Regions from separate parts of the Mus musculus genome. Here all the other regions are linked to region 1. Evidence: chromatin contacts called from public HiChIP or PLAC-seq and promoter capture Hi-C data. All regions are on one chromosome and are shown on one strand. Each heading gives the region's core, a stretch centred on a gene start, on an enhancer-like site or on the middle of the called end of the contact. The rest is flanking DNA. Distances are from core to core; before and after follow the strand shown.

Region 1 (2,687 bases), core at 76-2,575:
TATGGGGACAGAGAAGCAATCTCCAGGAATTGCACCTACTACCCGAAGCACTAGAAGATAGCCAGAGGATCTTATAAACCCAGAGGTCTAGGTGGCTCCAATCAGCTACTCAGACATTCAGAAAAACACCCAAGAGCCATAGTTTTTGAAACTGAGTCTCGAGCATGTTCTGAGTGTAACCAGTAAGGAGTTAAGCACCTGAGAAGTTGCGTCCCCCTGGAAGTGGGTTGATCCTCTGCCGCTTAAACTGGGACATTTGGAATACTGTCCTTTCAAGGTCTTGGGGGGAAACCTTCAATCAAAACAGAAAGAAGTTAGCAGCTCCAATGGAAAACTTCCATCTATTGGGGAGGGGGAGGGGGGATAGAAAATCTTAAGTAAAGCTTTTAAGGTGAAGAGGTGGGTCCTAAAATGGAAGAATGGAGAGGATGTAGAGGAGATGAAATTGGTAGTAACGTTACTCCAGTTTGTTCTCACAATAACCTAGTGGTGGGTGCTAGTGACATGCTGGTTTACAGACAAGGAAACTGGAGCTTTGAGATCCGGAGACTTGCCCAAGGCCACAAAACCAGGTAGTGACAGAGTGGGACTCACACCCAGGTCTCCCAACAACTTAGCACTCCTTTCACTATGTCACTGGCACCCCTTAGAGAAGCTGGAGGAGTGAGGGGCTGGAAGAGCTCCGGTGACATTCATTCATTCAAAAACATCCGCCAGAACACTCCACGCAGGGCCGGGGCAAAAAATAAAAATAAAAGGTGCGAGTAGCGGGTTGGTGATGCGGGCCCTCTCCCCGGAAGCCCGCCAGGCGTCTTTAGGACCCGCTGGTGGGAAGGGAGCTGTCCAGCCGGCCCTCGCCAAGCGGCCTGCACGCCGCTCCCTCCTCCTAGGTCCCGACCCTAGGCTCCGGCCTCCGCAGCCGCCTGCGCAGAGCTTTCCGGGCCGGGCCACCGAGAAGCCACCGTGGGAGGTTCACGGCGCGAGGTTTCTCCTCCTCCCGCCCGCCCCCAGGGCCGAGGCCGTTGCCAGGGCGACGGAGCTTGCAGTCCAGAGGGGCTCGGCTCTTTCCGCGACTGGCGCATCTTCGCCGTTCGGACCCCGCAGCCTCGCCACCCGAGAGAGACGGAGAGGCGGGGGCGCAGCAGGAGGCCCCCAACCCACCTGCGGGCCAGGGCCACGACACCAGGGGGACAAAGACACCCGGAACCACCGCAGCCGCCGCTGCCACCACCACCGGAAACGCCTCTCCGGAAGAGAGACCACTGGTCGGAAGCTGCCACTCTCCCGGATATGGTACCTCCCTCTTCTCCATCGACCTCTCCCTTCCCCCACACCAGCCTGCCATCCCGCTCCAACTGTGGAACGGAAGTGCGCCTTCCCAGATCCGATAATGCCTTCGGAAGCCGAGCTCGGTGGTGTCCTCTCTCAAGTGTCCCATCAGAAAAGTAAGCTCGAACCATTGGTTCCAGGTCTCAAAATGACTGGAACTGGACCCACTCCCACAAACACAAGGAAGGGGACTACCACTTACACACCCTGCTGTGCTCTACTAACCCCCAAGACTACAGCAACAAAAGAAGCAGGGCCTCCATTGGCTAGAGGAGGAGCGTGCCTACTGGGGGTCCATTTCCAGGGGATAGTCTTCTGACTAAAGCCAATGACCACCCCACCCCACCCCCATCCCTATTCCTGTCCTTTTCTTGACTGCACCATCAGCAAGGGGTAAGCATATCCGAAATCTATACCCAGACTCTCAAATATGAAACGTACACGATCTTAATGAAGTGGCTCTATCCAAAATCTTGCCAGAAATGTGGCTATTTTCACAACTATTAACAGTGAACACACACACACCTTCCTTTAACTTCTGGCCTCCCATCTCCCCACTCCTGTTTGCCTCCAGCATCACACCCTTCCCAGGTCATTTAACAGTCACAGCACACATTGAGAATGTTTAATGTTACTTCATCCTCCTAACAAGCTTATGAGGTAGGTAAGGTGGGTATCATGGTCCCAAGTAGGAAGCTGTGGCTCAGAAATTAAGAGACTTCGCTATGGTTAAACTCCAGGATAGAACACAGCATCTTAGAGTTGACCTTGCAAGTTATGTGTTGTTCCTCTCAATGTTCTTGACCTTCCCCCCATCCCTCATTCAGCCTTCAGGGGCTGTACTCCAGAGCCGTGACTCACTACAAAGGTACCCAAGGCAATGTTGTTCTTGGTCCTAGGGCTGCCGTCTCAGGTATGAGGAAGACATTAGAAGTCCACATTAGTAACTGTTCATTGTGGAATGAAGATCGGTGCCATCCTTCCAGTGACACCCCAAACACCAACCCTTTGGACGAATGATTCCATCAGATGGGGCAGACGGAAGTCCAACAAAGATTGCATAAACTTACATCTGCAACATGCTGACACACTCCCATACTAAACATGCTCTATGAGCACCTGATAAATAAGTCAATTCACATTGCCTAAGCCCAGAGATTTCTGATGAGGAGGAAGAGCCCTGGAAGAGTGCTGGAACTGCACTCAGGAACCTCTTGGGGATCCAGGGCTCCTTGCTTCGATGCTTAGAGATGGATTTGGCCTTCACCTTGAAGAGGAGCAAGCACCAATAGCTTTTCTTGGCAGTGCAGAGAAGCAGCAGTAAGCCAAAATGTGAGGGACTTCTTCCCAAGGTCACC
Region 2 (2,687 bases), core at 88-2,587, 450 kb before region 1:
CCTGTACCAAGGTCTCTCTGGAGAACGCGCTCACAAAGACGACAGGGGTGTAGACCCACCCTTACTAGCCCAACTGCTTGTGTGCACTATATTTTCTTTGGCCCAACACGAACAGCTGAACAGCCAAGTCAGTTGCATCCCTGATGAAGCAAAAGGCAACTGTGACTGTGGCCCTGGCTCCTACCAAACTCTACCCTCCTTGGCTAGCCAGCTAGTCCAATCATCACACACACACACACACACTCACACACACACACACACAGCTGCTGAGAACCCTCCAAAGCAGTAGGACAAACTCACCTGATGTCCAGGTGACAAATGACTGTCCTCCTCTTCCAGCCCTCCCCAACAGAGAAGCTGCTCAAAAGATCAAAATTCTCCGCCGTTCGATGGATCAGGTACCGCAGGCGGCTGGAGACTGGGGGAAAAAGTAGGACCCTGCAAAGGAACCAAATGGAAATAATAAGCTTGAGACCGCGGGTTCACCCCACACCCAATTCCCACCCAGGCCGCTCCCAGGTTTATGGTGGCTTTAACACCAGGCTCACTGTGCCCAAGCAGGTCCCTGCCTAATTGCAAAGTAGATCATCAAAGGGAGCTACAGTTCCCATCATCTAGAAGAAAGTGAGCACTTCTGCCTGAGTGGGGTGATGCTGCGATACAAAGGAAAGGTGTGGCTGGGCAAGTTGGCAGAGGCTAAAGGCAGGGCCTTTCTGGTGGACCAGCCAGTTACCTGGGCACAGAACCTGGGAGAGGGGCAAACCATGCCTATCCTGGCATTAAAAGCCACTCCCTCGTTCCCCGTACTTGGATAGCTGCTTCTGCAGCAGGAAACGATCGAGCTCCTCTTGGACCCGGTGGACAAAGTCATTTTCGGCCGAGGAGAGGAAGACACCGTCCAAGCAGAGAAGGGCCAGGGTGACAGATGGCAGAGCCTGTAGGAGCGGTGGCCAAGGCCGGGATCAGAATATGGGCCCAGAGGCCGCCCACAGCCCTAAGTGTCCCTGCAGCAAGGACTTTGGAGACTTTCGCAGCCCTGGCCACTGTGGAGCGGGATGGGAGGCGCGTGAGTGTGGAGCCGAGTGCGCTCACGTCCAGAGCCAGGCTGGATTCCCTGCTCCCAGCACCGCCTCGTCTCGCCGCGTGTTACCCGGGCTTTTCAGTTCTGGGGCGCAGCCCACTGAAACCGTCCCACAACACGCAGTCGTCCTTCCCTTTCGCGATCCCAGGAGGAAACACCCAACACCCTCAACACTCACCGCGGCAGCTCGGAAAGTTGCCGCCGCGCTCAGGGTCCCCAAGAGCCTGAGCGTCCCCTTCTTCCCAGCGGAATTAGCGCCATCGTGAGGCCGGGAGGAGATATTGCACGTGCCGCAGAGGGGCGTGTTCTTGTAAAGAGCTGGGGCAGGGCCAGAGCTGCTCTAACCCAAACGCATAGGGCTTCCCTCAAAGAAGCAACTAAGCAATTATTCTCTTGGGAAAATAGAGACCCAAAAAGGTGATATGACTTGTCTAGAGTTACACAAGTCAAAAGTGGCTCTGATTCCAAAGTCAGATAGTACTTTTATCTTCTAGAACCAATTGAGTTCTGCCAACACGAGGGAACAGCTACTAGATGCTAAATAGTGATGACATTATATATTTCTAATTTTAGGTTCCTTTGACCTGGTACCTAATGGAGGAAGAAAGAGGTAAGAGCGGGAGGCTGGAGCTGGGGAGATGATTTAGGAATTAAGAAGGGGAACCTCTCTCTGGTTTCAGGTCCCAGTAACATCAGCACTCGGACACAAACTTGGTGCACATACAAACAAGTAAATAAATCTTTTTTTATGGGGCTGAAAAATTGACTGGGCTGTTAATAATATTGCTCCTGAGGCAACCTAAGCTCAGATCCCAGCACCCACAGGGTGGCTTAGAACCATCAGTAACACCAATTCCAAGGGATCCAACAGCCTTTTCTGAACTCCTTGAGCAAACAGATGGTGCATATATATACAAGCAGACAAGACAATCCTACACCTCTGTAAACGTTTCTAAACACTGTATCCAGAATCTGTCCCCTATATCATCTCAGTGAGAGACCTGCAAAGGTCTCTTGTCACACAGAGACCCAAGTTGGGCCAAAGTGGGCCACTAGGTCCAGTAGCCACTAATACGCTGACTAGAGTTGAGTATCAAAACCTAGATCTAGTGTGCTTGCCAAACCAATGCTTATAGATATGCTATGACTAAGACTCAACACCTTTCGAGTATTGACACGGTGATCAGAAGTCCGGCACAGAAGCAGAAAACACAATAAGGCTAGGTGAGCTCAGTGAGAGAAGCTGGCGTCTTCTAAAATTTTACCCCAAATAGGAGGCATGATTGAAAGATTAAGGACTGATCCAAGCTACACGGGGTTGCACTCAGCTCCTTGGCTCCTGCTGGAGTGGGGGTCAGGAAAGAAGGCAGGAAAAGTTCCAGGACCTAACCATGTGACACCAAGGAATTGTATACCATGGTAAAAGGGTCAGATCACCACGAAGATATAGAAGTTCCAAGACTGAAAGCACCGAACAGAAGGCTCACAAAACATACAGTGGAAGCTCTTACAACAAAAACAAAGAAAGAAACAGGGTGGGGGGGAGGGAGGAAACAGAAAGAAAAACAAGTTAGCTGGGCAGTGGTGGCACACGCCTTTAGTCCCA
Region 3 (2,687 bases), core at 117-2,616, 450 kb after region 1:
ATATGAACAATAGCAGCCTAGCATGGTGATTTCATCCCAGCACTCGGGAGGCAGAGGCGGGTGGATCTCTGAGTTCGAGGCCAGCCTGGTCTACAGAGGGAGTTAAAGAATACAGGGCTACATAGAGACAACCTGTCTCAAACAAACAAACACCAAACACCAAAAACAATGAAGGTTCTGACTGGGGGGGGGGGGGGGGCGTCAGACCTAAGATTGTTTCTCAGGACACAATTTGATAGACTAAACCCATCAATTAGACAGTGTTCTTATACAATGAGAAAAAAATAATTAACTTTTCAAATAGCTTCTTGCAAGGCTGCTGAATGAAGTGACCAGGGACATGCACTTCCAGAAAAAAGGGGCCTAAACACAAACTGAGAGAGAGAGAGAGAGAGAGAGAGAGAGAGAGGAGAGAGAGGAGAGAGAGAAGGTAAAAGAGAGAGCGCAAGCAAGCTAGCTTTGCATGGAAACAACTCTTCCATTCAAAGCCCCTCCGGCAGGCTGAAGTCCCTAACTCAAGGTCAGCTGGCTCAGTGGCTTGAGATAAGCCTGCAGAGGGCTACTTCCGGGTTCTCGCGACCACCCACCCCTGCAAAGGTCTCTATCACCTTCTTCCTGGGACTTATGTCACTCAGGGCTGCAACTCCCATGCTAAGAGGGAACTCAGTGCGGGAACCCCTGCTCCCAGTAGTTGTCTGGCAGCTAAGAGAGGAAGGGGAAGGCTGTTGTCAATCCCAGGTGAGGAGGAATGGAGGAACGTCAGGAACGAGAAAGGAAGGCTGCCGGGCGGAGGAGGAGGCGTGGGGGCAGATCTGGGAGAAAGGGCTGGTGACAAGGGAACCTTTGGGGAGAGAAGAGTTACAAAGCTAGCGGAAGCTCTCGAGGCACAGGGAACGTTAAAGAAGCCGAGCGGAGCGCAGGCTCGGGGGACCGAGTCGCAGGTCAGGGAGTGGGACACAGGAAGCACAACAGGAAGCAGTGCGGAGGCCGGATCGAGGGATCGGGACTCAGGATCAAGGGAGCATGGCTCAGGATCACGAGAGTCGGGCTTAGGATCAGAAGAGCGAGGCGCAAGATCGAGGGAGCCGGTCGGTCTGGAGAGAACCCCGGAGCTAGGCGCTCCTGGCGGCCGCGACGCGGGACTGTACCCGAAGACGAAGCCCGGAAGCGGCGTCGGGGCCAGGGGAGGGGCCCTGCCCAAGGGGCCCGCACCTCACCCGCCCGCCCCCCTGCCCGCGCCCGCCCCTCCGGTCCGACCAGGGCCCGGCCTCACCGCCCCCACGGCCTCCTGCAGCAGTGCCCCGAGCCGGCTCAGCATGATGGCGGCCCGGCCCGGCTCGCGGCCCGGCTCCCGGTGGCGGCGCAGCGGTGGCGGAGGAGGCGGCCCAACGGGCGGGAGGCGGGACCCGGCTCTGAAACCCCGCCCCTGCCGGAGGGCTCGGGGGCGCTCTAAGCCCAGGGCTGGGCAGGTCCTGATGGAGGGCGGTGGGGAGCACCCTGGGAGCTGATGACCTAAGATTCCTTTGAGTAACACCCAGAGACTTCTAATTCCTCGTGCACCCTCACAATCCTACCAACACAGTAGCCCTGGACACACACGGCTCTGGAGTGTTTAAAATGACCTGGCCCTGACAAGCTGTGTCAAGGACACTCCAGAAGGCAAAGACATAGTGGGAAGAATTGACGACATGTTTAAATGTAATGGATTAGGAATATTGGAATAGGTTATGGCTAATATTAATTTCACCCTGTTGTTCAGTACTTTTATAAAAAAAAAAAAAAAGGTCGTTATTGGAAAAGATGTCCTCTAAGGTTTGCTGTTTGATTAGGAATTGATCCGAAGAGTCCCAGCAAAATCTGTCTCATGTCCCCCGCTCTGGAGGGAAAGAAAGCAATTGGGGTACACCTGCAATCAATCCCAGCACTCAGTAGTATCAACAATTCAAGGAGGTAGTGAGATCCCGTACCAAACACATACACACACACACACACTGACACACACACTCCGAACACAAAGATACATGCATACATACACACACACATACCACTCACACAATTACAACACACTGACACCACACACACATACACACACACACCACTGAGAGAGAGAGAGAGAGAGAGAGGTTGAAGACACGAACTGTTTAAAACAAAAACCAAAGCAAACAATAAAAAACAAGGGCTGCATGAGGCTCTTGGTTCAATCCTCAGTATCAGATAAGTAAATAGATAGATGGATAAATAATACATAAATTATATAAAAATTATGTAAATGTATATAGGTATTTACATAAATTATAAATGATTAAATTACTTACATCTATCTTAAATATCCAGGATATCCTAAAACTCACCATTATTTTTGTTCCAAGGCTGGAGATTATAGGCTTGTGTTACCATACCTGGGCTGCACTATAAATTCCAGGCCAGTCTTAGAAACATAGTGAGACATTAAAAACAAGAGTTGGGCCGGGCATGGTGGCACACGCCTTTAATCCCAGCACCCGGGAGGCAGAGGCAGGCGGATTTCTGAGTTCAAGGCCAGCCTGGTCTACAAAGTGAGTTCCAGGACAGCCAGGGCTATACAGAGAAACCCTGTCTCGAAAAAACAAAAACAAAAAACAAAAAAACAAAAAAACATGTAAATTGCACTTGATGTCACATGCCTTTGATCCCAGCACTCAGGGAGT
Region 4 (2,687 bases), core at 54-2,553, 420 kb before region 1:
CTGCATTATCTTGCCCTGGACTATTAAAAAAGCCAGAGAGTGGAGTTTGACAGTATCTGAAACCATGAAGTACCAGTCATCTATCAGATATGCCACCTCTTCAAGCACAACCTGAACACTGTATCTATCACACACATTTATCACATAAAGCTCTTTCAGAGGCCCCCAGCTACACAGTTAAACTCTCCTCTCTGGTCTAAATAATCTCCGTCCCGGACATACCAGGAAAGGCTACTTGTACGACCTGTACCAGAGTTCTCTTGTCAAGATGTCTAGAATCCCATGAGTACTCTCTCCTTAGCTCTGTTCTCTCTTAGTTCAAAGTACCCACCGCAGAGATCTGCTGTAAAAGTAATTCAAGTCTGGAGGTCCTGTGGAAATAACTGCATAACAGGATCCCAGTTCAAGTGTCCCGCTGACACCTCTGCAAAGATGGGTCTCTTCTGGACCATTCTGCCTATCCCCAGTCACTCCAACCATCCCAGCCCCTCTTTCTCTCTGAGTCCAGACATCCATCCGTGGAGCAGCCTCCTCGTCCCCCTCCTCCTCCTCCACCCACTGAACAAACCCTGGACGCGGAGTCTGGGCTGTCAAGGGGCAGGTCTGATGTCAGCCCTGGGGAGCCGCCCCCCGCCTGGCCCTCTCGGCCTCGGTCCTCACCGCAGCAGGTCCTGCAGCACCGTAGCCAGCCCCAGCGGGACACTGCCCTTGCGCTGGAAGGCCTCCTGCAAGTCCCGCAGTCGCAGGCGCACCACCCCTTGGCGGCGGCTGTGGCTCAGCACCAACGGAGCCCAGAAGCCCATCTTGCTGTCCCAGTCGGTGCTGTTCACCTCGCGACTCCTCTTAAAGGCGGAGAACAGAAAAGACATGCGCTCCTCATCCTCCTCCCACTCGGGCGGCAGGAGGCCCGCCGGGTCTCCCCCGGTCGGGGCCTGGGCCTCCCGCTCCGGGGACCACATCGGAACCCCAGCCCCGCCAAGGAACCGAACACAAGCCTGGCCCGGGTCCCCTTCCGCCCCAGGTCCCTCTCGGCTTCCGTCGTTCCTTCACGCCCTCCTCCTCAGCCATCACGTCACCACCGCCGCCTGTGCGATAAAAGTCCCGCAAGTCTTCAGGGCGCAGGCGTGGCGCGGCATTCATTTGGCCGGGAGGGAGGGAGGAGGGCGTTCTCGCCCGAGAGAGGCAGAACGCAGGCGCCGGACCTTCTCTCCGTGGCCTTTGTGCGACGGGAAGGCTTTTGCGCGTGCGCCACAACCATAGAGTTTGGCGAGGCGTACTAGAGGGGCTACCTATTGCACCTCCCGGGTGGTTCGGGCTTAAGGTTAGCCAGGCTGAGGCTATGGGAGCTGCAGGTGGATACACAACCTTGGATCTGGTGTAGCTCTCCTTAGCCCAGAGACTTTTAAGTTAAACAAACGCCCAAGATACCTTTCTTTCACTAGAATATCAGCCGATTAACAAAAATGGTCCCAAAGCTCCGTGACACTGGACCCATTTTTAGGGCTAGAGATAGTCTTCTTAATCACTTTCTTCCCGCTCTTTAGCTCTGGGATGTCCTTTTTCTCCTGAAAATTCATATTCTGCCAGGTCCTTTAAAAAAAAAAATCGTTCCAACTCTCATCTGAAGCTCCGGCTGCCTTGGCTGCCAGTTTAGCATTTGTCTCTGACCTTTCTGCTTCCTCGAAGGAGAGGGCAGACAGCGATGCAAGTGTCTTGCAATGACAGCGCTACTGCAGAAAATACTTTATGGACTGAGAGGTACTTAAACCTTACCCTCTAGTTACTTTTCCGTCTTGAAGAGTCTTACAAAATTTGTTCAGTGTTGAGAATAAATTGTGGTGGTGGTAGTTATAGCCGGACCGTTCAAAAAGAGACTAGGACGAGCTGTTTTTTAATTTGAAATTTGCACAGACCCGGCCGAGGGCACGCACTCACTACAAGTCTAGAGAGACTGCCCCGACCGTTAAAGACAGGTTTATAAAGGGGAAAACTACTGGTTCCATACTTCCATTAACGTGGTCGCTGTTGGCAAGCATGACAGGATATGAACTTTTAACAAAAATGAGGTATAGCACCATGGCTTCTCTGCTTGATCGAGGAGCAGAAAACCTTCAGGTTACAGAAGCAGGACGATGCAGGTTAGTAATAGTTCCCATAAATACCGTGTATTTATGTTTTGCTTACTTGTGTGCAACTGCACCGCGTACGTCCAATGCCCACAGAGACCAGAAGAGGGTGTTGGATCCCCTGGAATTGTAGAATTGTAGTTTTAGTTGAGCTCTGCCCTGCAGACGACGGTAACTACAGATCCAGCCTGGAAATATGCTGATTTTTAAAAGACTTATCAAGCAAGCAAACAAACAATCTAAAAGGTGAAAGGAACTGTTGGTGTAAACGTTAAAAATTAAAGCGAAAGTTTGTTTCGACTTAGGAAAAAGTAATTTCTGTTAAATAGTCGCCTTTATAAACTGGTATTTCCAGTTTGAGGGAAATGTGATGAGTTTCGGGCTTCAGAGTAGTTGAAACAGTGTTAAGGTGAATTTTCATGAGCATTGAGTTTCATTGAATTTTAATAAGCATTTTGAAGGAGGAAATGGAGTGTTTAGTTATATGATGTGTGTACTAATTGCTATCTATGTGCTATATTCCTCAAAGTGTGTTCAAAATATCTCACTTAGCGGCCTTTT
Region 5 (2,687 bases), core at 63-2,562, 390 kb before region 1:
ATGCAGACCAGGCAGGCCTTGAACTCACAGAGGTCCACCAATCAGAAGATACAGGTTCTTAACAAACCGAATACTTTATTTTGGTACTAGAAAGCTTACAGAATTATGTCAGGTTTTAAGCAACTTACTTCTTTGAAAATATGCATTTCCCCCCTACAAAATTTTGTTTGGGGTTGTGGATTAAGAAGTAAACTGAGGCAAATGTGATGATGTTTGTTCAATGATATTCTATACTGGAAATCTGGAGGCCTGAAGCATATGGAAATTCAAACTCTTGTTATAATTGGTTTGCTTTTTCAAGACAGGGTTTCACAACATAGTTCTGGCTGTCCTGGAACTCAGTATGTAGACCAGGATGGCCTTGAACTCACAGAGATCCACTTGCCTCTACCTCCTGAGTGCAGAGATTAGAGGCACCAGTACACCTGCATGTATATGTACGTGTATATATGTGTGTATATATTATATAATGTGTATATGTGAGATATATATGTATATACATATATATATGTGTGTGTATAAATGTGGAGAGAGAGATTGATTGATTGAGATTGTGAAATTACCAAAATGCACTGATGTGGGTAGATGAGGTCATCTATTCTTTTTGTTTGTTTGTGTTTTGTTGGTTTAGGTGTGTGTGTGTGTGTGTGTGTGTGTGTGTGTGTGTGTGTGTTTAAAGACATGGTTTCTCTGTGTAGCCCTGGCTGTCCTGAAATTCACTCTGTAGACCAGGCTGGACTCTAACTCAGAGACCAGCCTGCCTCTGCTCGTGCTAGGATTGAAGTGCTTTACCACCACGGCTAAGTGTGTTCAGTGTTCCAAACGTTACAGAGACACGGATTGATTTCGCTTCTGTTACTGGGGTGAGACCATCCATTCTATCATTTCCTTTTCTGTGTTCTCAGATACTGCCTGGTAGCATACAACTGTAACAAAAACAAATTCAAGAAGAGGAAGAGAAGAAGAGAAGGAGAGATGAAGGAGACAGAAGATGAGGAAGGAGGAGTACTCACTACTACAGACATCTTCAAGTCGGCTCCTCCAGGGACACAAGCTGAAACTCAAAGGTGAATATCATATTAGTCAAAATATGAAGGGACAGGCAGACCTTTGAGTATTACGAGTTGGTTTTTTTTTTTTTAATAAGCATGGGCGTCTCCAACCACGACCTGACAAATATAATAAAAGTGGTGTGATTCTTTAAAAAAATAAAAGTTGTTCAGATTCTGTCCGGCGACTGCTCCCAAGTTTTCATATTAGGTAGGATCGGGGTTGGACGCGTAATCAAGCTCCTCCCAAGGTGGATTTCCCCACCCCTGCCCGGTGCGCGCGCAAGCCCGCGGAGGTTGGAGGTACCACTAAGCGTCAAGTCGCCGCGACAAGAATCCAGAACTTTTCTGGGAGTGAGGAAATCCAGAGAACTTTTTTAGGAGTGAGGGGACAGCCATCCTTCGTGGCTTTTGGGAGCTGAAGCCGCAGGGTTTCGGATGAGCTGACACCATGGAGCCTCCAGGACCCAGCACGCCCACAGCCTCTGCCGCTGCCCGGGCAGATCACTACACCCCAGGCCTCCGGCCACTCCCGAAGCGCAGACTTCTATATAGCTTTGCGTTGCTGCTTGCTGTGCTACAGGTGAGTGTGGCGCGACTGCGGTGCCCGAAGTGGGAAGCCGGCCAGGAAAGGAAATGGCAAGGAAATGTCCTGAGAGCCGGGCGCGCACGTGCGTGTGGTGGGAGAGGTCTGACACTGCGGGGGGTGGGGGGGACACGACTCCGCGGGGGTCCAGGTAGGCCTCAACAGGGAAGCCTAGAAGGTTCGATGGTGGGGTGAGAGGGTTGGGGGGGTGGAGTGAGAGGGGGGGTGGAGTGAGGGGGGGTGGGGGACCCGAAGGTGAGGTGGGTCAGGACTGGATGGGGAGGTGGGCGGAACACTCTAGACTGGGAGGATGTGAGGCGCCGCTCTGGTAGAAAAAGGTCCTGACGGTAGATGAGAGGTCCTCAAAGATGGTGGGAAGAAAGTTCTGGCGTTGGGTTGGGGCTTGTGGAGATGGCACGCGAGGGGCGTGGCGAGCAGCTGACCCAGCAAAAACGCACCAGGGCACCCAAGGTGGAGCAGGGAAAGGGAGAGGGGACAGTGGGCGGAGGAAGGATCCAGTTACCCTGTAGGATCCTAAGGACAGAGAAGGCCATGGTGGGGGAGCCAGGTGGAGGGGGCTGTTGGGGGGAGGGGGTGGAGACCCTCCCTAGCTGCTGGACATCCCTTTCCAGGCAGGAAAGGAAGCCTTGCCTGGTGTTAGCTTTAGCTGCCAGAAAGTTCTGTTCAATTTCCGCGTCACATCACTGACTGTACTTTTTCCAGTTTCTTGGACTCTGCAACTTACTGGGCTTAAAAAGAGTAAAGGGGCCCTGAAGAGCCTAGAATCGGGCCTTTCCCCTTCTGCCAGATGAGATTGTTGAGGGGAATTCCAGTGTCTTGGAGTCCATTGTTTCTAACTTCAAATAGAAAGGCACACAAGTGTCTTTTTAGAGACACTTATTGTATATATTCTTATATTATATTCTAGACTCATTTCCACCAGGCTGGACACAGTTCTCCACCTTCTGTTTTAATACTTCACTGTTGGGCTGGAGAGATGGCTCAGCGGTTAAGAGCCCTGACTGCTCTTCCTGAGTTCAAATCTCAGCAAC

Evidence for each region. Promoter capture Hi-C pulls out the DNA fragments that hold promoters and counts their contacts. HiChIP or PLAC-seq counts read pairs in DNA pulled down with a chosen protein or histone mark.
Region 2: a promoter capture Hi-C map of pre-B cells shows a contact between it and region 1. The contact joins the promoter of R3hcc1 here to the promoter of Ccar2 in region 1. A contact is called at or near these places in 10 of 39 promoter capture datasets (the 3T3-L1 cell line, the C10 cell line, cranial neural crest and 7 more), 1 of 15 datasets of contacts at CTCF or cohesin (large pre-B cells), 4 of 115 datasets of contacts at active chromatin or transcription factors (bone marrow-derived macrophages, embryonic forebrain, embryonic limb bud and 1 more) and 4 of 9 other capture datasets (adipose tissue, embryonic stem cells, liver and 1 more).
Region 3: a promoter capture Hi-C map of the HPC-7 cell line shows a contact between it and region 1. The contact joins the promoter of Fam160b2 here to the promoter of Ccar2 in region 1. A contact is called at or near these places in 13 of 39 promoter capture datasets (3T3-L1-derived adipocytes, the HPC-7 cell line, cranial neural crest and 9 more), 1 of 484 Hi-C or Micro-C datasets (CD4 T cells), 3 of 115 datasets of contacts at active chromatin or transcription factors (bone marrow-derived macrophages, embryonic stem cells and memory CD8 T cells) and 2 of 9 other capture datasets (adipose tissue and liver).
Region 4: a promoter capture Hi-C map of pre-B cells shows a contact between it and region 1, with 6 times the contacts expected there. The contact joins the promoter of 4930480K23Rik here to the promoter of Ccar2 in region 1. A contact is called at or near these places in 20 of 39 promoter capture datasets (the 3T3-L1 cell line, 3T3-L1-derived adipocytes, the C10 cell line and 14 more), 1 of 15 datasets of contacts at CTCF or cohesin (large pre-B cells), 21 of 484 Hi-C or Micro-C datasets (the 63-12 cell line, B cells, CD4 T cells and 15 more), 19 of 115 datasets of contacts at active chromatin or transcription factors (the 230-238 cell line, the SCID.adh cell line, acute myeloid leukemia and 13 more) and 5 of 9 other capture datasets (adipose tissue, embryonic stem cells, liver and 2 more).
Region 5: an H3K4me3 HiChIP or PLAC-seq map of the SCID.adh cell line shows a contact between it and region 1, with 4 times the contacts expected there. The contact joins the promoter of Tnfrsf10b here to the promoter of Ccar2 in region 1. A contact is called at or near these places in 6 of 39 promoter capture datasets (the C10 cell line, cranial neural crest, frontonasal cranial neural crest and 3 more), 6 of 115 datasets of contacts at active chromatin or transcription factors (the SCID.adh cell line, astrocytes, embryonic hindbrain and 3 more) and 3 of 9 other capture datasets (adipose tissue, liver and macrophages).

What each region holds. Positions count from the first base shown.
Region 1 is chr14:70,152,466-70,155,152 of GRCm38.p6, forward strand. Ccar2 (cell cycle activator and apoptosis regulator 2) reads right to left here and starts at 1,326. Exons shown (of 21, transcript NM_146055.3): 1 at 1,162-1,326; 2 at 199-292. The coding sequence starts at 256. It overlaps 9930012K11Rik (RIKEN cDNA 9930012K11 gene), which reads right to left. Exons shown (of 7, transcript NM_001112735.1): 7 at 1,940-2,687.
Region 2 is chr14:69,706,247-69,708,933 of GRCm38.p6, forward strand. R3hcc1 (R3H domain and coiled-coil containing 1) reads right to left here and starts at 1,338. Exons shown (of 8, transcript NM_001146012.2): 1 at 1,260-1,338; 2 at 808-935; 3 at 301-438. The coding sequence starts at 917.
Region 3 is chr14:70,598,469-70,601,155 of GRCm38.p6, forward strand. It overlaps Fam160b2 (family with sequence similarity 160, member B2), which reads right to left and starts at 1,367. Exons shown (of 17, transcript NM_194345.1): 1 at 1,274-1,367. The coding sequence starts at 1,318.
Region 4 is chr14:69,731,531-69,734,217 of GRCm38.p6, forward strand. 4930480K23Rik (RIKEN cDNA 4930480K23 gene) reads left to right here and starts at 1,304. Exons shown (of 3, transcript NR_130157.1): 1 at 1,304-2,138. Chmp7 (charged multivesicular body protein 7) reads right to left here and starts at 1,040. Exons shown (of 10, transcript NM_134078.4): 1 at 661-1,040. The coding sequence starts at 959.
Region 5 is chr14:69,766,160-69,768,846 of GRCm38.p6, forward strand. Tnfrsf10b (tumor necrosis factor receptor superfamily, member 10b) reads left to right here and starts at 1,313. Exons shown (of 8, transcript NM_020275.4): 1 at 1,313-1,632. The coding sequence starts at 1,501. 4930480K23Rik (RIKEN cDNA 4930480K23 gene) reads left to right here. Exons shown (of 3, transcript NR_130157.1): 3 at 906-954.